Linked DNA regions of Hordeum vulgare: region 1 is linked to region 2. A link is a contact called in public Hi-C data. All regions are on one chromosome and are shown on one strand. The core of a region is the stretch at or near the end of the contact, and the rest is flanking DNA. Distances in the headings are between cores, read along the strand shown.

Evidence for each region. Hi-C and Micro-C count contacts between places; a contact is called where the count stands out from the background.
Region 1: a Hi-C map of leaf shows a contact between it and region 2, with 2.3 times the contacts expected there. The contact joins the promoter of LOC123426875 here to the promoter of LOC123426872 in region 2. A contact is called at or near these places in 2 of 6 Hi-C or Micro-C datasets (leaf and seedling).

The regions. Positions count from the first base shown.
Region 1 is chr2H:504,834,422-504,841,202 of MorexV3_pseudomolecules_assembly, forward strand. It overlaps LOC123426875, which reads left to right and starts at 3,058. Exons shown (of 14, transcript XM_045110775.1): 1 at 3,058-3,336. The coding sequence starts at 3,211.
Region 2 is chr2H:504,517,252-504,524,676 of MorexV3_pseudomolecules_assembly, forward strand. It overlaps LOC123426872 (histone H3.3), which reads left to right and starts at 5,736. Exons shown (of 5, transcript XM_045110771.1): 1 at 5,736-5,838.

The DNA.
Region 1 (6,781 bases), core at 1,808-4,307, 310 kb after region 2:
GATACACACAAAGCATTCCTTCGGTGTCAGTGAGTTATATGATCTCATGGTCATAGGAATAAATACTTGACACGCAGAAAACAGTAGCAACAAAATGACACGATCAACATGCTACGTCTATTAGTTTGGGTCTAGTCCATCACGTGATTCTCCTAATGACGTGATCCAGTTATCAAGCAACAACACCTTGTTCATAATGAGAAGACACTGATTATCTTTGATCAACTGGCTAGCCAACTAGAGGCTTGCTAGGGACGGTGTTTTGTCTATGTATCCACACATGTAAATGAGTCTTCATTCAATACAATTATAGCATGGATAATAAACGATTATCTTGATACAGGAATTATAATAATAACTATATGTATTACTGCCTCTAGGGCATAATTCCAACATGCCCAGCCTGATGCATTGCAGGTATGTCTTCGTTTGCAGCGGAGGTCGGAGCGGAGGGTCCAGCCCGGTGCACCGTTGGTGCTTGCCTCGCCGGGCATAGCCACGGTGACGGTTCTGCAAGTGGTTCCTGGCGAAAAAGCGGCGTCGAGGGCCACTCGTTACCCCAAGTCCATGACAGCGATGTGCAGCATGGTGGTGATGAGTGCGAGGAAAGCGACGACGACGGCCTTCCCGCTGGATGTAGCGAGCGAAGGCAAAATCAAGGGATGGCAGGTCTTCTCCTGGCATGTTCTCACCTTTTTCTTCTCGCTCCCGTGATGGCTCTCTGGTCTCTTTCGACAAAGCAGTGCTGATAACGTGTAAAAAGTGAAAGTGATTGTGCGAAGTGTTTGATTCTCATTGCTTGCGACTATTTATACAAGGAGTAGTTACACGAGCGGTTGTCAATGTGTGAGACAAAGTAGCAACCGCAGGTAGCAGTCGTTAAGATGAGAGAGAGATTAGCAACTGCTAATCTTACAATGTCGGTTCACTAATCTACACGTGATAATTAGTAATTCCTCACGTGATCTAATCCTATTCCTAACAGGTACCTTACCTACACGCAACGATAGTGGGTCGACCTAGTTGGACGTGGCTCGTTCTGTTGATGTCATGCTGGCATGACCCTATTTTCTTTTATCTCCTTTTACGTTATTTTTATTTTAAATCAAATACTTGTATTTTAAAAACATAAATTTATTTTGGAAAATTAAAAACATGAGATTTAAAAATGTTAACATAGTGTAAAATTTTGCTATCACGGTTAAAAAATGTTTTTAAAAAAAAATAGTGGGAATGAACAAATGTTCCCATATTTCAAAAAAGTCTATGCACTTTTTTGAATAAAATACATAAACAACATTTTTTATGTAATGTAAAAATATATATCGTGTGTTTCCCCAAAATGCCTGTGAATGTTTTTAAAAAGTTTGTACAACGTAAAAATGTTCACGTAGTTTATTGTAAAAATTGTATTTGGAAAAGCGTTACCATGAATCAAAAAGTGTTCAAAACATGTTTAAAAAAATGTACATCACGTATTTGAATAATGTTCGGCGTGTATAAAAAAATGTGTCACATGTGCTCAATAACTGTACCCCGAGAAAACAAAGAAACTAAAGTAACAAAAACAAAGAAAACCAAAAAAAAGCTCATAGATAAAAAAGAATCAAAGGAAAAGTGAGCAAGCGAACCCTAGAGCTACCACTACAAGCTGAGACGAAGCAAAGCTAACTAGGCGCGTAGCGGTCAACCACGCCAAAATGGGCCGGCACGATGCTGTTGTTCGTAGCTGATTCTTATTAGGAATCGATTACTGACGATACATAGCCATGGCATCAACAAAAGCTCAAATAGAAAATTCTGCTTGAGCTGCAATTGTACTCCTCAATTCTATTTGGCGCCTTTTGCACGAGTTATATCATGCATTTTGTTAATGGGTGCTAAAGGCGTTCAAGCCTGGCCCAGGCCATCTAAGGGGTGCAACTGGAGAGAGCTTTTTTGGGCTAATCCTATTTGGCGCTGCAGGCGTCGGTTAAAGTGCATTTATCTTAACCGGCGCCTGCAGCGTCAGTCATGGGCCGGCCCAATGGAAGGGCGGGTTTCCCGGTTTTTGAATTTAGTTTTTTTAAGACTTGTTTTTCTTTGATTTTTCTTTTTTTTTCTTGTTACTTTTATTTACTCTTTTTATTACTTTTTTCATTTCAATTTTATATTATATATATTTTTTGTTTTAAAAAAAAAGAGCAACCTTGTTTTCTTTCCAAATTCATGATTTAGTTTTCAAAATTCATGAACGTTTTTGAATATTGGTGACTTTTCTCAATTTTTGATGATTTGTTTTTTGAAATTTGATGAACTTTTTTTTTCAAACGCATGAACTTTTCTAAAAAATGATGAACTTTTTAAGGTTTGTGAACTTTTTTTCCAGTTCAACGAACTTTTTTTAAAACATTTTTCAAATTCATGAACTAATTTTTAAAATCCATGAATTTTTTAGAAATTTGTGAAGTTTTTTTAGATCAGAGTGAAATTTTTTAAATTCATGAACTTACATTTCAAAATTTATGAACCATTTTCGCTTTTATGAACCTTTTGTGTTCAACCGTGACCATAGAACGAGGGAAAATTGGAGCTGCTCCATCGAGCGTAAACCTCCATAATGGGCCGATCTAGAAGGGGTGCGCCTAAGCGCCGGTTCCCTTTTGTGGCGCTTAGCCAACAAGGACCAAAATCATGAATTAAAAAAATACTCTTTTTAAATGTCAATTTCACCATTTTATATTGTGACAGCTGAAGTATTGCATGTATGTCATTTGTCGTAACCTAAGAGTTTTTATTTTTTTATAGATCTGTATTTTTAAAATGTTTATTTTTTAAACCGTGCATTTAAATCTTCAAAATCACTAATTCAAGAGTATTTTTTTCAAAGATCTCTTTCACCTTCTCAGATTGTGAAAAATGACGCATTATATGTGTCATTTTGAAAAGACGGTTTAAAAAATAAAATATTTAAACTAGCTTATGGTTACCTGAGGATGTGAGAGTGATAAAGAAGTAGTCTTCAATTAATGATTTCGAGAAGAAGCTATAACTTTAGCCTGGCGGCCGGATACAACTGGGGCAGCCCATGTGGACCAGCTTATTTGCAGTCAGGGCCCAACCTTCTCGTTTCCATCTTTTCCTCCTTTCTGTTCCAGTGAATTCACTCGCACAAACCTGAAATCGAACCTGAAATCAAACCAAGATCGAGCGGAAGCACGGCACCACGCCATGGAGGCGCTGCTGGAGCTAGAAAAGGTGCAGAGGGTGCTCTCGCTCATGGGCTCCCGTGGCCTCTCCGATTCCAACGGCAGCGGCGGCGGGGACCGCTTCCTCGCCCACTTCCTCCTCTTCCTGGTATGGTTATTAGCCTAGCCACCTCGCCCCCTTCTCTTCCGCCGTGTTCACGAATCCAATCACCTCAGATCCGTAAGTTACGTGTGCGCTTGCTTGACTAGCAGTTTCGGGTGAACTAAAGGTCTTGTCCGATATGTTAGCAATTTTCCGATTAATTTAATCCATAAGTAAATTATGAAGACAGTGCTAACAATATTAATCTCATATTGTAATAAGCTAATCATGCGAGTGCGGACCAGGCATGGAATAGGCATATCTATCAACATACTATTTAAGTAGTAAAAGCGGGATGAACAAACCATACCTCCTTATAAAACTTAATGACTGGTATTACTTAGCAATTAATTAAAAAAAAAGCTTTGGTCCCGCTTTATATATAAAGCAATGACCATCAACAACCCGAAACAAACGCATGCCATCACAATACACGCACACACCCAAGGCAGGATACATAGACGCTGAACGCAACAATACCATCCCTAACACTACGGGAGTAACTGGGGGTTTCAACCGTGAACACGTCAGCGTGAAGAGATGAAGCCGCATACGGCGAACCATGGGCTCCATGACTGCGCCTTCAGGAAGGTTTCGACATCGGAACGCCGCCACCGCCCGATCCTAGAATCAGAGTTTCCCCTGTAGTAACACGAGGGCAATGAGAGCCGCGACGACGCCTTTAAGAAGGGAACGATCTTCGCCGCCACCGGTCCGATCGAAGATAGAACAAGTTTTCACCCTGACAACCACTCACCGCCACCGAACGCCACACCCTGGCTACCACGCCGCCCACACGACCATGGTCTCCAGGCAGCACCAAGCCACAATCTCTGCCCATGAGCACCGCGCTACCACCACCCCGACATCCAATACCTTGACACCACCTCACTTGAGACCTGCCGCTGCCCCAATCAAAGAGACGAGCGGAAAGGCCGCGCCTTTCGCACCCCTGGGCGGCACCCAGCACCGAGACCCAACTGGCGACCCGTCCTGTAGCCCCTGGCGCGAGACGAGCTCGGTCCTACAGCCGGACGCGAGACAAGCTCGATCCTGCAGCCAGGCGCGAGACGAGCTCAGTCCTGTTATACCGGACGCGAGACGAGCGATGAACTGCAACTGGGAAAGGTCCAACCCTTCAATGAGGGTAGTGCCCGGATGACGAGGAGAGGTGTCGAAGGCTGTCCCAGGCCGCCTACGGACAAGCCGACGTCGGAACACGTCAGCCGCCGCCGCAGTCGACCTGCCAAGCTGCCGTGGAGCCATCCATGACCGGAGCAGCAGCCACACCGGGCCACTACCCAACCTGCACCGTCCGGCAAGCTCCAAGCGTCGGAGCCGCTGGGCACGCACCCGCGTAACGAGCAACCGGAGGGGAGGAACGCAGACGACGCCCCCACACTTGGCCGATCCAGATCAGGGACGGGGAGGGCCGAACTCCCCGCCAGCACGGGCCACCGCGCCAACGGCCGAGCACAGGACACCGCCGCCCGTGCCTTCCGCTCCCTGCACCCTACCGCACCTGCCACCCCGCGCCGCTGGTCGAAAACCCAGGACAGATCCGGCCGACCCGCATCCACCCGGCGCCAAGCACCGCCGCACGAAGCCCCGTGCGCTCACCCGCACGCAGCCCTCCACGCCACCGCCACGGCCTCCAGTGCCGCCGCGCCCCGCGCAGCACCGCGTCCTGGCCGAGCCAGATTGTCCCGCGACGACCTCACCAGGCGAGGAGGAGAAGGCGAAGCCGGCCGACCAGCGCGTCGGCAAGGGAAGAGGAGGGGGAGAGTGGTCTGGGGCCGGCGGCGGCGGGAAGCCTCCTCTGTCTCCCACGGGAGCGCCAGAGGAGGGTTAGCTAAATTCTTCTATATTTCTTGAAGCTCTAACCGCAATTCTGCAATCTCTAGCAATTAAATATCCTTTTCCAACCGGCGAAGATAAAGCGCACACATGACGTAGGTCTGAACCCAACTCGTTCACGAAACATATGTGCGCGGGTGAGGCGAGGTGGGTGGTGGAGGAGGAGTGCCCATGTACCACTCCTCTTCTCATGCTCCAATGGGATGTGGAAGATAGTTCCTACATGTTAGTCCCAACTCTACTCCACTCGTGAGGTGGGACTAAACTTTCCACCTTGTCTCGAAATAGGGTTCCACCCCGCTTTATATAGATAAAGTAAAAGACCATACAACCAAGTCCAAGAGTCATAAAGGTAGGACAACCGGGGCAACAACACAATCATGCCCAACGAAAGCATAAAAGAAATAGGAAAAAAGGCCACCGAGTGGCAGTAGGCATGGCAGCCCTACGAAGATGATAGGTGACACCCGTAGCCATAACCGCATCTAGCATAAGCCCAAGCCTGTCATGGTCACGCTGTCTAGAGAGCGGGTGCCAGTGCTGCAAGAAAGCCAGAAATTTGAAGAACGAGTTAGAGTTCTGCCATGGAAAAACCTGCTCAATCACCATTTTATTACGAGTCGTCCATAACATCGCCGCAAAGATTAGCCAGAGTAGACGGCATTTTCGCCTTGTATGGGTAGCTCGGGCCTCAAGGAACTCTGCAAAGTTCAAGGCCTCCCAGGCCCAGTGCCTCACGTACGAAACAGGATGTGAGTGTAGGTTTTTGGTACCCCACAGAGGGGGCATACGCCATTACAGGAATAGTGAGCGAATGACATAGTGCATGGTATGTCGAGCTCACGGAGAACTCACCTGAAGGTGAAGGACTCCAATAAACGGTATCTAGATAATCTGGCATAACCGGCGGGAGGGCTGCCCACAATCTAGCCCACTCTACAGTTTTCTCATGCACAAATGTGCGACGGAACAAGATGTTCCACAACCCATCCTGGTAGGCCGTGGAAACTAAGAGCATCGGATCAACGCAAATAGCCTAGGGAAACCCACCTGGAGTGTCTCGCCACCAACCCATGGATCCAACCAGAATTGGGTTCCTTCCTCATTTCCTGCTGTGAAGTAAACCCCTAGACGAATATCCTCCTTGATCCGTTGGACGGAATTCCAAAACCGGGAACCATCTGAGCGATAGCATGCCAGGAGAGGCTCGCCTCTTAGGTATTTTGCCTGAAGCAGCTGCAGCCACAGGCCACCCTCACCCCGCAAGATCCGCCAAACATGAGGGCGGCGTTCATGCGGCACGAGGCAATAATGCCTAATCCACCCCGATCCTTAGGCAAGCAAATGTCCGCCCACTTGATCATATGATATTTCTGGTGACCGTTGGCTCCCTGCCAGATCCTTGTCGAATGAGCTATGAGTGCTCTCCTGTAGGATATACATCCCTATCATATACATGGGGAGGCTCGCGAGGTTAGAGCTAATAAGGACATATTTACTCCCCTTAGAGGTGAGCCGCCCACACCAAGGTATTCGAGACGCTACTCGCCGCACTTGTGGGTCAAATTAACTCAACAGAATCCTCGAGTCGGAC
Region 2 (7,425 bases), core at 4,486-6,985:
GTATTTATAAAATTATGAGAAACTTTTTATCAAATGATTAAGTGCCTCAAAACAATTAAAACTAGGGCGAAAACAACTATTAAATGCGTGTTGCACTTTTACCGTTTACTAATAAATTCTAAAAACACCCCAAAAAACAATTGTGGCACTCTATAAAAATATATTGAAATAGTTTAGGTACTAAAATTAAATAAAACATAAATGTAAAAAGGGAAAACAAAAAAGAAAAAGAAAAAGAAAAAAAACAAACACCCCCTTCACCCGGGCCTCGCCCCACATGGCCGCCACGCCAGGCCGGCCCAAACAAGCCAACTAACGAGGGGGTATATAAACCCCCATACCCTAACCTACCCAACGATCCACCCCCACTTCCCCCCGAGCTCCCTCGAGTGGCGGCGGCAGGCTTGCCTCGCCCCCTCGATGGATCCCGGCGACCCCACCGACCATCACTGTCGCTGGCTGCCTCTGCCTCGCCGGCCCCATCGAGCCTCGTTGCCCCCATTCCCGGCAACGCCGGTGAGCCACGAGGCTCCACCCTCCCCGTGTTTCCCCCTCCGACAGCACTTCGACGAGCAGCCCCGATGCTTTGCGCCCCGGTGGTCGTCTCCACCTCGCTGCCGCCGATGCCGCCCCGCTAGCCTTGCTCCGCCTCGCTCTAGCGCCGCGCAGCCCCGCAGCCCCGGCTGCCCGCACCAGCCCGACCGCGTCGTGTGCGCCTGATACGCCCATTTTGCATCATGTTTTCACGTTGATATTTATCGCTTCTTTGGCTGTTATTTCACTTCACAGTACTATTCTTATGCCTTTTCTCTCTTATTTTGCAAGGTTTACATGAAGAGGGAGAATACCGGCAACTGGAATTCTGGCCTGAAAGTGGAGCAAAGTTGAGATACCTATTATGCGCAACTCCAAACGCCGTGAAAATCAACGGAGATTTTTTCCCAATATATAAAAAATATTAGGCCGAAGAAGTATCGGAGAAGGGCCAGGGGGTGGCCACAAGCCTGCACGACGCGGCCACCCCCTGCTGGTGGCTACGCCTATAGGGATTTCCTTGGCAAATATGCAAAGGATTCCCCCGCGGCCTTGGAGCCTTGTGTTGGTGTTTCCTTGAAGAGGAAAGGGTGATGTAGCACAACGGCGGTAAGTATTTCCCTCAGTGTGAGAACCAAGGTATCAATCCAGTAGGAGGATCGCGTCAAGTCACAAGTGCGTGCACAAACACAAAGAGCTTGCACCCAACGCTATGAAGGGGTTGTCAATCCCTTATAGATTGTTTGCAAAGTGAGAACTGAAAGCAAAAAGTAAACAAAGCAAAGTGAAAGTAAAAGCGGAGATGATAATTGTGAGTAGACCCGGGGGCCGTAGTGTTCACTAGTGGCTTCTCTCATGAAAGCAAGTAGACGGTGGGTGAACGAATTACTGTCGAGCAATTCATAGAACCGCGCAAAGTCATGACGTTATCTATGGCAATGATCATACATATAGGCATCACGTCCAAAACAAGTAGACCGATACTTTCTGCATCTACTACTATTACTCCACACGTCGACCGCTATCCAGCATGCATCTAGTGTATTGAGTTCATAAGAACAGAGTAATGCCTTAAGCAAGATGACATGATGTAGATGGACAATCTCAAATCTATGATGAAAGCCCATCTTGTTACCCTTGATGGCAACAACATGATGCGTGCCTTGCTGCCCCTTCTGTCACTGGGAAAGGTCACCGCACGGTATGAACCCAAAACCAAGCACTTCTCCCATTGCAAGAATCATAGATCTAGTTGGCCAAACAAAACCCAAGATTCGGAGAGACTTACAAGGATATCAAATCATGCATATAAAAAATCAGCAAAGACTCAAATATAATTCATAGATAATCTGATCACAAATCCACAATTCATCGGATCTCGACAAACACACCGCCAAAGAGGATTACATCGGATAGATCTCCATGAAGATCATGGAGAACTTTGTATTGAAGATCCAAGAGAGAGAAGAAGCCATCTAGCTACTAACTACGGACCCGTAGGTCTGGAGTAGACTACTCACGAGTCATTGGAGAGGCAATGATGTTGATGTAGAAGCCCTCCAGCTCCAAAGTCCCCTCCGACAGGGCACCGGGAAGGGTCCAGATGAGATCTCGCGGAAACGGAAGCTTGCGGCGGCGGAAAAGTGGTTTCGTGGACGCCCTAATTTTTTCTGGGAACATCGCCGGGGCATTCATCATGTGACGTCAATCTACTCCAATAAATCCGTCATTTTCATAAACACCGCCATCACCCTCCTGCATCTATTTTTAGCGGACCACTCTCCTGCAAACCATTGTACCCCGTACTTGAACATGGTGCATTATGCTTCAAATTATTTTCCAATGATGTGTTACCATCCTATGATGTTTGAGTATATTTTTTCTTGTTCTCTGTGTGGTTGGTGAATTACTATGATTGGTTTAATTTGCTTGTGGTTATGTTGCTGTCCTTTGGTGCCCATCATATGACACCGCACGTGGATCACACCATAGGGTTAGTTGTATGTTGATATGACTATGCATTGGAGGACAAGAGTGTCAGAAGCTTCTTGATAACATAGAAATTGATTCATATGGGATTGAAGGGGGATAAGTATAGCTTAATGCTATGGTTAGGTTTTATCTTAATGAACGTTAGTAGTTATGGATGCTTGCTAATAGTTCCATTCATAAGGGCATAGAATTCCAAGTAAGGGATGCCATTCTAGCATCTGCCTCTCCCACATAAACACTTGATATCTATCTAGTGAATTAGCCAATTGCTTAGGAACAATTTCACAAATCCTACCACCACTTTCCCACACTTGTTATGTTTACTTTATTGTTCTTCTATTAAAACATCACACAACTTTTATTTTCATGTTGTTTATTATCTTGCAAAACTATCTTACTACACATACAAAGTACTTCTAGTTTTATCCCAGAAAGTAGTTTATTTCTTGTACTAGGTATAACAAACATTGTTGTGCATAAAGTTGTAACGGTGGTCGATAGAACTTGAGGAAATATTAATTCTACCTTTAGCTCCTTGTTGAGTTCGACACTCTTACTTATTGGAAAAGGATACAAACGATTCCCTATACTTGTGTGTTATCAGTACCACCTGCTAGTTTTATCTCCATGTGTGTAGGTTGTACATCACAAGCATAAAACTCATCATGAAGTTTAGGATAAAAGGTATAAGGTATTACATTAAATAGAGGAGCACATATCACAAATCCCATAACAAGATGTGCTACCAAATTAACAAGGCACTACCAGCTTACTAGCGCGGGCTGCCTTGATGCAACGTTTAAAAAAACATGTTACGTGTTTATCCATTGTTTCAATGGGCTTCTCATTTTTTCCTCCTTTTTCGGGTCTCTACCTAGATATTGCATGTAGCCTTTTCTTCCTCCTCGCTATATGTTCTTTGCTTAGGTACTCAAGTTGTGCCTTTCTAATCGAAAAGGGCAATTCTTTTACTCACTCATAATAATTTTCCATGGGAGTCACTGATACTTCTACCTCCAAGGTCTCCATAATGACCTCTTACTCGTGGTCCTCATCGATATAGCATTCTCATTTTTGAAATAGTGAGCAGACACGAGGAGCATACCCCATGTTGTCTTTAATGCCATTCGACTCACGTATGGACATGTGCCCGAAGTAGGTTTATCGGCACATGTGTGGGGTCAATGTAGGCGTCATCTGAATGAGACGATGAGGTGTGCTTAGCTTGGCGTGCAGCGGGCGACACCCTCGGTCGGCGTGCCGCTTCAGTGGCGGAGCCAGTGGGAGGTTGCATTCGCTTTGGACCGACATTAATGTAAAACGATCGCTCTACAACGACATGAGTGCAGGCAACTAGCATAGGAAGAAAACACGCTCCGGCAAGGGAGGGGGATTTTGGATGGACCAAGATGGTCCGAAGTGGGGTAGGTGTTGTCCGGACACCCGCAAAACCCTATGTTTGTCTCCGGTTTGGAAGAAAGCACACACAAAACACTTGATGGATCGATACAATCCCGCGTTGAATGTACTTTGCAGTCCCAATGTATCGAGGCGATTTGAGAGTCGGAGTTGAAGATATCTTAAAAAATTACAACCTTCTTTGATTTGTAATCTCTCAGTCTCATAATATAAGAACGTTTTTAACAATGAAAACGTTCTTATATTATGAGGCGGAGGGAGTAGTAAACTTGTAGGAATTTTATAGGATAGGGTTTTAAAAGTAAAAATTCGTACATAGCCTCTTGGTTTGTAGAAATGAATTTCTATTCCTATGTAGGATATGAACCAATCCTTGACATTTAAAAAAAATATATTTGCCTAGACTTAATAAAAATATCTTACCCTATACATCAAATGACATGTCTTTCTACTGTATAAATTGAGATGCATGTCATCTACTTTTTGTACTTTTCTTGTTTCTATGAGATTAGAGCAATTCTAACCGGATGACCCACTTCATTTGTCACAGTCCATTTGGGTCGTCACAGGTAAAAGTGAAGGGCCAACGCGCCGACCCATTTTCGAAACGCATCCGCTTCCCGTTCGTGCCAACCCATTTCAGACCCAAATTTAGGACTGAATTGCGTCGGCATGGACTCAAGCATACGCGGCGTCCGCCTTCTCATGTTTGCGTCCGTCCACGTGTGACATCTGGTCAAAACCAACATTGTCTTTATTAACGACGACCGTCCAACGCGGGCCAATGCATCGGCGGGAGCGACGACTGACGAAGGAGCACACAGAGGACCGACGGATCGAGTGGATGGAACGCGAGGCCGAAGCTGAGGAGGAGGAGCGATGTACTGCCCAACTAGCATCGGTGCAGCCACCGACAAACGAAGTCGTCGCCGCATGCGAGAGGACCTTCTACTCCGCTGGCCCGACGCCGACGCTCGTCGACCTCACCGGCTCCGACGACGATGATGAGGAAGACACCTAGAAAAGTGCGCCTTCTCGCTTTTCAGGCCGACAAAATTTCTTTCTTGAAAATAATTATTGTGTTTTTTTGCGCTCCCTAAAAATGAGTCATTGACGGATTGAATGCAAATGCCGATCCAATTACAAAACCGGATATAAATGTCTGTCGGCCCAACTCAACAAACAAAATACGGACAAAACACGTGTCCGTTTAGGTCGACCGGTTCGAATTACTCTTAGGCCCACTTTTTTGCTAGCTTTTAGAATAAGCTGAAATAAGCTGCCCCCTACCTAGCTTATTGTAGAAGCCCAACCAAATTTATTTATTTAGAAGCCTACTAATTAAGACTGTACTAATAGGCTTTTAAAAAATATATTTTTAGTTGAGCTTCTAGAATAAGCTGGATAAGGGCAGCTTATTCTATAAGCCAAAAAAAGCTAAAAAAAATAGACCCTTACAATGTTGTGAGATCTCACAGCGATCTGTATGCCGCATCAACTTGTCCGACCTACGAGAGGCTGCCAATTTTTCGTACATATACTATGGAAAAAACACACCCGTATACGACCACCAGTCGAACCACCGCACACTAATCCCCGATCCGCATCCTCCCTATCCTAGCCAATAGGAGCGCAGCGCGCAGCAACCGCGATCCGTGGCACCGCCCAACTGCTGGCCTCTGCCGTCCGATCGCTCGAGGCCAAGCACAAAAACATGACATCCAGGTCGTCCGCTCTGACCGAGACATGGCTGGCTGGCCGCTCCCGAGTATAAAACCCACCTCATCCTCTGAAAGGGAAAAAAAAAATCACTACTCAACAGCCGCTCTCCGAGTCTCCTGAAAGCTGCAACCTCCCCCTCTCGGCGAATTTGGGGTTTCCGAAGCGCGCGAGGTAACCCTCTCCCCCTTGCCCTCTTCGATTCGGCGTCGGTTCGGTAGCTTAATTCCTGCGTTCCCCGCCGTGGTTGATGACCTGTCCGCGTTAATCTCTCTGGGGCGGTTGATTCGTGATGAACATGGCGCGGATTTGAACTTTTAGGCGCGGTTAGGGTTTGGGCGTGGTTACAGATTCTATTGTTTCGACCGATGCTTTCGGGTCTTACCATGCTTTTGGGCGTTGTTTTGTTGTTTGATAGCGGACCGATTGATGTAGTTCGAGTTCGAATCGCATGATTTGACGATATATGGTTTCGCGTCTTAGCCATCAAAAGAATTTCCGCAGATCTGTAGATTCTTGTACACCGTTGTTGTACCCAAGTTCGTTAGCTGTGCAATATTTGATTTCTGTCGGCTAATCTGCTGGCACCTCAAATACGTACTCATGTTTGTTACAGTTGTATAAATTCTGCTTCGTATTATTGTGGTGCGTGCTATATCTTTTGAGTTGTTGAAACTCTTGTTTGGAGAATTGGTATCTGTGGGTTGGTAGTTTCTTTTAGGACTGTAAGGGTTGGAACAAATCGGCATGAGTTCATAGTGTTCATTGACATATGCAGTATCGGAAGTCTGCATCCAGCATGATCTGCGGTCAACGCAAATGTTATTATGATACTGTTCTGAGCTTGATGTTGTGAGCAACCTCACATATGGCAGGTTGCTATCTGGGTATGATAGGATCATGATAGTCTACTGTACTTAATTACTCTGATAGTGGAAGTGAATTGTGTGCATTGATACATGGAAGCAGTTGCATAGCCATTTTGAAAAGATAGCAAATGCGGCAGTGTCAATTGATTAATGTCTAGTGTTGAGTTATTTTATCTGAATTCATTCCTGTGATAAGATAAACTATAAGCATATTTGATGCTCATTCTTGCTAGTTAGTTTTATCCAAGTTAGTTAGTTGTGCAATATTTGATTCTGTTGGTTAATCTGCTCCTTGAATCTGTAATCTCATCTGTATTACAGTGGTATAAATTTCGCTTTGAATTATTGTAGTGCGTGCTATATCTTTTGAGGAGAGAACTCTTGTTTGGAAAATTTGGTATCTGAGGGCAGGTATCTGAGAGTTGTAATGAATTTGCTTGAGCTCATAGTGTTTATTGACGTGTCCAGTATCTAAAGTCTGCATAGGGCATGATATATGGTCAGTGCAAATGTAATTATGTTACTGTTTCAGTTTGATGTTGAGAGCAACCTGCTGTCTAGGTATCTGTGAATGATAGGACCAGGATAAACTGCTATGCTTAGTTGCTCTGATAGTGGAAGTGAATTGTGTGGATTGATACCGAATTCTGTTGGTTAATCTGCTTGTTTAATCCGTAATCTCATGTGTATTACAGTTGTATAAATTTTGCTTTGAATTATTTGAGTGTGTGCTATATCTTTTGAGCAGAGAACTCTTGTTTGGAGAATTCGGTATCTGAAGGCAGGTCATTTCTATTAGACTGTAGGGTTGGAACGAATTTGCATGAGCTCATAGTGTTTATTGACATCTCCAGATCTAAAGTATGCATACTGCATGATATATGGTCAGTGT